2 separate regions of the Gossypium hirsutum genome follow, and region 2 is linked to region 1. The links are chromatin contacts, called in public Hi-C maps. All regions are on one chromosome and are shown on one strand. Each heading gives the region's core, a stretch centred on a gene start, on an enhancer-like site or on the middle of the called end of the contact. The rest is flanking DNA. Distances are from core to core; before and after follow the strand shown.

Region 1 (4,356 bases), core at 629-3,128:
AGTTCTTTCATGTCTCCAACCACCATTTTAATTTCTTCCACTTTGTTTTCCTTTGTTAGTGCCTGAAGCATCACCTCATAAAGTATATTATCTGGTGTGAAACCATCACGAACCATTTCCTGGTACAGCACCCATGCTTTTGTTATTTCATTACATCTCAAAAGGATATCCAACATGACAGAGTATGCCAGGAAATCAGGTCTAACCCCAGATTTCCGCATGCAATTAAATGTATCCTCAGCCTCCACAGCCATTCCAGCCTTAGCATACCCACAAATCAAAGCACTATAAGTCCGCACAGTAGGCTTAACACCTGCATCCAACATCTCTGACATCAAATTAGAAGCCTCCTTTATCTTATTTGCTTTCCCTAGGGAATCGATCAAGACTGTATATGTTACCACATCTGGACTCCGCCCTGACAATTTCATGTCCTTGTAAAGCTGCAATCCCAATTCATGCTGGCCCTGCTTCCCATACATGTGAATAATTGTATTATAAGTCATCTCATCTCTACCGAACCCCATTTCAATCATTTCTTCACAAATCTCTTTTACCTTGTCCACATTTCCTTCTCTTGCAAAAGCATATAACAATGAATTATATGTGACTGCATCCGGGAAAAACCCTTTAGACTCTAAATCCCTAAACAGCTGCTCAGCTTTATATGCCATCCCACATCTCCCATACACAGAAATCATAGCATTGTAAGTCCATAAATCAGGTTGACAATTATGGCTGTCCATATCGTCAAAAACCTTCATTGTCTCCTCCAAGTTTGATTCCCTAGAACAAGCACTAATAAGAGTATTATAAGTTATTATATCTGGCCTAAGACCAGACCTCCTGACCTCATTCAAAAGCTTGATAGCTAAATCAGGCACCATAGCTCCTGCTTTCAATCTGGCATTTATTAAAGTATTGAAACTCACGAGGTCAGGCTCACACCCTCTCTTACGCATTAAATCAAGCAGTTCCTGCACTTTCTGAAACCTTCCATTTCGTGCATAAACACCCATCATGGCATTATAAACCTGGACGGTATTTCCAACAGCAGGCTCAGCCCTGGTAAAGATTTCAACAGCTAAAATCTCCTGATTGGCCTTCCCCAGCACAGCCAAGATAGTAGCAAGCATCCTGGCATTAGGGGAATACCAGTTCTTCAAATTTAACCACTCATAAACTTCCAGGGCACGTTGCCAGTTCTCCTGACCAACATATTTCACTAGGAAGCAAAAATCGGTTGGTGTCATCTGAACTTTCCTATCATCCAAAACATCAGCAACAAACTGGTCTTGTTCCAACCCCAAAATCCTGTCTGTCAAAAACTTCACTCTTTCTCTCCAATCTTTGGCCCTTTTCAATGCCAGTTTACTCATTTTCTTAACTCTAGTCTTACTTATTCTCCCCAATTTCTCCTGGGTCTCATCGCTCACTTCCAAAGTTTCAGACTTTGAGGACTCCAAAGACAATTCAGCTTCCTTAACAACATGGGTAAGTTGAGGAGAGGTAGGTGAAAAATGGGTTTGACTTAAAGGGTAAGTTTCAGCTAGTTGAATTTGAAGGTGAGGCCATCTCTCAGATGGGGAGGCTCTGCTATAGCTAAATGTGCTGTTATTACTAGTGCTGTCATTTGAGTGTTCATTTGGTGAAGGACTTGAGAGGTGGGAAGAAGAGTAAGAGATAGAGGTGTTCATGCATACCTTTGAAGTAGGAGAGGCAAAGGTTACAACAAGTCCTCCATTGCAAGACATGGCCATGGCCAAGGCCAATGTCCTCTAGCCTTCTCAAAGTTCAAGTCGAGTGCTGCGGAAGAAAACAAGATAAAAGATATTTCTCCCCCATTGCTTTTGGCGGGGTGCGGAGCGGATGTTTATTCTGGAGTTGGGAGTTGCTAGTCGAATAGATGTTTCTGTTTCCCTAAAAGTTGGGTCCAACTTGGTTTGGGTTTAATTGGCCCATCTGACTTCCAAGCCTACAGAATTTCATAAAATTACTACTTTGGTCACTAAGTTTGAAGATGCTCCTATTTTGGTCACTTAAAAAGTTTATTGATGTGTCCTAATAAAAGAAAATGTTATTGATGATAAAAGGAAACCTAATTAGCTTAGGTCAATTTAGTTGTGGAATCCACTCTCCAAAGAGATTTTTTTTTCATTTTAGTTTCTGACTTTTCATTTTGAATCTCAGAACAAGAAAGAAAATGAAAAGATTTAATAAACTCGAGGTTTTTTTTCCTTTAATTGTAAGATGTGACTTTAAAATATAATACATTAAATACATTTAAAATATTAAAATAAATATTTTTTAACAAATTAAAAATACGTAAAAAAATCTTTATACTTAAATAATATTAAGATAGTTGCAACTTAGCAAGTAAATGTCTCTAAATTAATAGTAAAATTAACAATAAAACAAGAGTTATATAATATCTAAACAATAACAATAAAATAGTAGCAATATAATAGCGAAATAGTAGCAAAACAACAGCAAAATAACTTATTTGGTTTGGGCCAAGCCAAAAAATCCTACCCGAGGCTCAGTTAATTTAGAAAATGGATATTATTTTTTGTCAAAACTTATTTTTCGAGTTTATATTTTTATTTAAACCCTCCAACATTTGAGATAGACTTTCAAATTTAAACGAATAATCTAGTACATAATTAATTCCTGTTACATATAAAGAAAAAAAATTTGAGAGCAAAGGCATAGCAGGCGACAATAGAAATGCGAATAAAGAAAAGAGAGAGAAATGGCAGCCTCAAAAAAAGCAAAGGTAGTGTTGATCATCAGAGTTGCATAGGTACTTCTTGCAAGCTTTTGAGCAACTCGGTGGTTCACATATCGAATTGTTTTTCCATTGCAATTTATTTCAATTTCTTTTTTGATGGAATTGGAATTTGTTTTGCAGTTGCAATGCCTAAGAAATTTAGGGAGCTGATGAAGGTTGATGGGCTTACAAATGATGAAGTTAAAAAGCCATTTACAGGTTTGTACTACTAATTTAAATCATTAAATGTTATTCACAATAAACTAAAAGGATGTAAATATGATTGTAATACCTCTAATTTGGATTGGCCACGATATCAATCAAACAATGCTATCATTGATGCTCAGAGGCATCTCTAATAATCCTATTGACTATACAATACCTATATTCGATCAAAACAATCCTAATTACTATTAAACATTAGATTTATAAATGCTAATTATAAACCTCAGCTTGCCTACTTATAAACGTGCTAATCTTCGAAACTAGGCTTGGGGTATTGGCACATTTGAGGATGGTATTGATACCCTATTACTTGAGGTTATATGTAAAATCCGTTAGTTAGACTGTCAGTGATTTTAAATAAGCGGTGTTACACCTTATGCTCGAAGGCATTTATGATTTTTTTAATACATTTATGGTCATTACGAAACGTGTTATGGTAATAAACAACAACAACAAAATCTAAAATAAAAAAATATATGATTTCATTAGCCATTCGATGGTGACATTACATGATAAACAATTAAAACATAATATTAGTAAGTCAAAAATAGGCATAAGCATATAATAAGCAAAATGCTCATTCTATTTGACTCGGTTACAGATTACATACAACTCCATTATACAACAACTTCTCGAGTCTAAACTTAGTACCATTTTAAATATAAATCACATTTTCACTTCTACGGGTTACTATTTTATTGATTTATTTCAATTTTTATTCATAAGCTTTCACCTTTTTACTATTCTTCTATCAAATACACATTTATTAGTCTGTCACTCAATTCCGTTATACTTTGCTTACCATAACATTTCATCATAATATTCATTTCCAGACTTAATTATTAGATTACAATACTTTTGACTCAATCCTCATTTCAATAACACATAAATAATTCAAAACATCATACATCATTTATGCTAATATATATTTTATTTATCCAACTTTTAACCATCATATCCCTATCTCAACCTCTTTTTCTTATGCGTACTATCAGTCAATACTAGTTAGCATATGAATCATGTTTTAAATTCTAAAAGACAAACCATTATTATGTCCATTAGCTACTAAATTCATCTCAATCCGAGTTATAACTCTTTTATCCTACTTTTTACAAGCTACTAAATTTTCATTATAATAAGTAAGCTTTTAATATTCTAAACAACCTTATCATCATGAATTCCGATCATAATTTCATTGAGATCCATTACAATCTCATTTCTGCTCCCGTAATAACTCAATTTAACTTATAAGACTCAGTTATAAACTTAGAACTGACCTGACGTCAAATGTAGTAGTAATTTCAGTCTATTTCCGCACTTAAAGAGCTTGTTTTCTAGCACTTTTAGTATTCATTATTACA
Region 2 (4,356 bases), core at 1,285-3,784, 220 kb after region 1:
TGTAAAACTGAACGTAGATAATGGTAATATAGAACAATCGCAAAGCAAAAGGAAAGAAAAAAAATAAGAACACACAGATCTTACGTGGAAACCCTTTTGGGAAAAAACCACAGGTAGAGGAGAAGAAAATTAACTAATGTTGAAATTCGAATGATACAAGAGGAGATTTAACTGCATCTACTTAAAGGTTGTAAAACCTTATTCTAATCAATTTCAAATAGATAAAGTGTAGTTCTATATGGATTTTACTTTTATTTTATTTTACCATTGTATTTTATTTTAATAAGGATTCGAGTCACTCAACTCTAACAACATGGGTAAATGATATCCTCTCATTAGCATTACATGATTAATGAAAAGTAAAAGTGGGGATGATTCGTTCATCTTTGTGATGAATGATTTGATTACTATTTGATAGTAATTAACTTTTCATGAAAGAAAATGTAATGGTTACCATGAGATAAAATAGAATCATATTGGAAGAACTGATTTATCCCAAAGAGATTAAGTATATCCTATGAGGGTAACACACTTATGACAAGGTCATTGGACAAGCACTGATTGAGTTGCTTTTGTAATAGTGTGTCGTTGGGGAGAGCTCAATCACTATACTCTAGTGGAAGAACTTCATGACTAAATGAGTTTATAATTAATAAATGAAAAGCTAGAACTTAATTATAAAATATTTGAGCCCTAATTACATATGTCCAATCAGTCCCTTTGTTAGCTCATTGAAACCATAAATGAATTGTATGCTGAATCAAATTAACAGAAATGAAAAAAAAATGGTGAAAATGGAAACATGAGAAATATTTGGAAATGAATGTGGTTTTCTCCAAAATGATAATGACCTGGAAATGAATTATGGTTTTCAAATTAAATGAAGTTCGAAAATGGAAATAAATCATTTGGTCATAGTGGACCCATTAAATGTAGAAATATTAAATATATTTTCTCATAGATTCTTTTACGATAAGGTCTTCATGATTTTAACGGAATTAGGATTGGGTTGAGAAAAATATTTTATTGAAAAATTAATTTAATTTTAGATGTTTATTTTGGGAAATAGAAAAATAAATATTGGGTTGGATCGAATTATGAAGTACTGGGTTAAAAATTCAATAAGTACTTGTAATTGGACCCGATATGAAAAAGGCCCAAAAGCCCCTCATGTTCAAGGGTCGGACGACAAACCCAGGTATTATTAATTAGGATTGTCACCCCCTATACTTCTAGTTAGACTTGGAGTTCATTTTTCTATTTGAAATAGACTTCTACAATTCAACAAGAGTTTTACTTCTTCTCCCTATAAGTAGATGGTACCAATAGGGCTAATTGCACAACTTTAAGATATTGTTATTTTGCATGAAAATAGTGAGAGTTTATTTTCTAAATATTAAATCTATTTTCCGGAATAACAATTTTGTTGGTTTCTATTTAGAAGAGATTTTACTTTCACATTGAAAGTAAATATTTTTGGTACTATATTTAATTTGAATCGTTCAAGCCTACACTCAAAATAGTTCGTGGTATAAGAATAGCGGAGAAGGTCATTCGATTGAAAGTCAGGAAAGACAAGGATCTATCTAGTAAAAAACACATGTGCAATTTCGATAAAGGGTCTATTGCTATAAATATCACAAATTAACTGAGTTTTTAAAATTTTTATTTTTCGCTATATAAGAAACCGTTTTCGAACTATATTTTTTCTAACATTAACTGCCTTTAGTTTAGTTGTTGCATGAATTGTTTGAACATCACTAGGGACAAATTTGGACAGTTGAAATGCAGTGTGTTTTGTTCGCATTTGTGACTTGTTTAATTTTTGTTGGTTTCCTATGGACAAATAATTTTTTGTTTGAGCTGAAATTGTTTTTATTATATTTGACGGGAGAAGGAAGAGTAGTTTATTGACAGCAAACTTTATCCTTAACTGTTTTTGAATTAGTTTTACATAGTGCTAAAATTGTTTTTAAATTTGCTTGGAACTGAATGTTAGCAATCGAAATTTAAATTCTAGATAAAGGATTTAATTTAAACCATGTTTTATCTTGTGCAAATGCTTATTGACTCTAGACAATAAATAGGTGAGAATGAATTGTATGAAACTGTGATTTCACGTCATCCTTATCCTTTTCTAATAAGAGAATAATAAATCATATTTTTCTTTTTGATTTTCTAATAAATGCTAAAAATCAAGAGTAAAAATCTAATTTATCATTCTATTATTAGAAAATGATAAGGACAATGTGGAATCACAGTTTCATATAATCTTTTTCCTTAAATAGGCTAGTTGAATGCTCTTTTGAGGCATCTCTTTTGGTTTTGTAATTTCCTACTATTTGCAGCTACAATTATTTTGTAAATAATGTTTGAGACAATCAATTGGAACATAACAGCAAACCGATTTTTCTTTTCAAAAATCAATATTACTTAAAGTTGGAAAAGTATTAATTATATATAACTATATTTTAAAAAGAAAATGTAACTTGTCCATACTTTAAAATAAAAATAAATAAATAGTGATTTGTGGAATTGATAGGAGTGGCCTAGCAAGGGCGTGTGGCTGTCAGCATATACCTGCTTTATCTGGTCATACCCTCCTTTCGTATCCGCACAACTTGAACAACACCAAAGCAGCCACGCCATCTCACTCAACTCAACCCATAACTAAACCTCTCAAATCCTTTTCTTTTCCTGTTTTCTCTTCCACTGCCAATTGTTCAACCATGTCATCAGCTGTGATTGCAGGTGCCTCTTCTTCTTGTTCTGCCGCCTTCACCAGCAGGAAGAACTGCTCCAACAAAACTACGTCGACCCCTTCTCCCAAGGCATTCAATACTTCACAGGTATGACTGTTTGTTATGTCATCTGAATCCTCTCTCAAACTGCTTTCACTTCAGTACCCAATTAACTCAAACCTCTCATTTTGTCCCATGCATGTACAGAAAACCGCACTCCAAGGCTTGTCTCTTCAAGAGGCCAAAAGGGGTGTCTCAGATTTCTTCATAGCTGAGAAAAAGAGCAGTGTCTGTTCCAGTCATGCACGAAGAGGACTTGAGATTACTGCAAGAACTGCCGGTGCTTCAAAAACTATAGAGGTTGAGGTTGACAAGCCTTTGGGTTTGACATTAGGTCAGAAGCAAGGAGGTGGTGTAGTTATCACTGTAAGTTTTGATGTTCCTTCCATCATTGATGTGACAGTATTTTGGCCTTTTCTCTTTCCAATTCAATGTGGTTTTTTAAATGGATGGATACAACTATAGGCTGTTGATGGGGGTGGGAATGCAGCAAAAGCAGGGCTTAAGGCAGGGGATCAGGTACTTTACACTAGCAGTTTCTTTGGGGATGAACTTTGGCCTGCAGATAAGCTTGGGTTCACTAAAACTGCCATACAGGCAAAGCCCGATTCTGTATACTTTGTTGTTAGCAGGTTTGCTTTCTTATCTAAATTTCACTTCTTATCCTTTATCTAAATTTAGTTGGATAATTTCAGTGAATAGGTAGAAAGGAGGAACCTTTTGTTGATAGTTTGATATAAATTCAAGGAATAACAAAGAAGACGGTAAAATTTCTTCTTTGTTGTGGGTTATAAAGTCACAAATTTTAGTCAATAAAAGGTTGTTTATCACTATATAGATTTAAATACAAACACATTTATTGAATATGATTGTCCCTTATGGAATAATCCATGAATGGATTAGGCTTCATGCCAAGAAAACGTGCTATAGTGTGTAGTGAAGCAAATCAAGATATAGTAGTATATGATCTCCTTTTGCACCTTCGAATTTTGGCCATTCACTAAAATGAGGGAGCTTACCAGTGGGTTATGATAAACAAGGGTCCTTTTCTTCTGTTCTTTTTCTTTCCTTTTCCTAATGGAAATATTGCAGCTAAACCTCCACTAGGATGTTGTTTTTCTTTTTTTCCTTGAAGAATATGGATACCAATTCACTTTGAGAAAGGAGACACTGACATGTTGGCATAGCTGCTATACTGCTACTATGTCTATTTTTATTATTCTCTTAAATGAAGAAGTCCAGTAAAGATTGCCAATAAAAATGACTTCTGGTTGAACTCATAGCTTAGCTCAGCCTATTCATGTAGCCACCTTAAAGAAGTGGTATTTAGCAGAACTGGAGTTTGAATTCCAGCATTTTCAACTCCTATCCTCCAAAGGGTTCTTTCATAACCAAAAAGATGCGATGTGGTTGTACCCGGTTACTGGACACAATAACATGATGTATTAGCCTTGAGAATATATCAAAAAATGCCATCTGACAGTCCTTTTGATGTATTGCAGAGGTGCAGAAGTTGATGTTAAACGACTACCAAAACGACCGGCGCCACCTCGCT

What was found. A called contact is a pair of places that touch in the nucleus more often than the background predicts.
Region 2: a Hi-C map of leaf shows a contact between it and region 1, with 1.9 times the contacts expected there. The contact joins the promoter of LOC107950574 here to the promoter of LOC107950578 in region 1. A contact is called at or near these places in 4 of 34 Hi-C or Micro-C datasets (callus and leaf).

What each region holds. Positions count from the first base shown.
Region 1 is chrD03:7,675,142-7,679,497 of Gossypium_hirsutum_v2.1, forward strand. It overlaps LOC107950578 (pentatricopeptide repeat-containing protein At3g18110, chloroplastic), which reads right to left and starts at 1,879. Exons shown (of 4, transcript XM_016885457.2): 1 at 1-1,879. The coding sequence starts at 1,760.
Region 2 is chrD03:7,899,341-7,903,696 of Gossypium_hirsutum_v2.1, forward strand. LOC107950574 reads left to right here and starts at 2,535. Exons shown (of 7, transcript XM_041089711.1): 1 at 2,535-2,849; 2 at 2,949-3,167; 3 at 3,267-3,433; 4 at 4,304-4,356. The coding sequence starts at 2,730.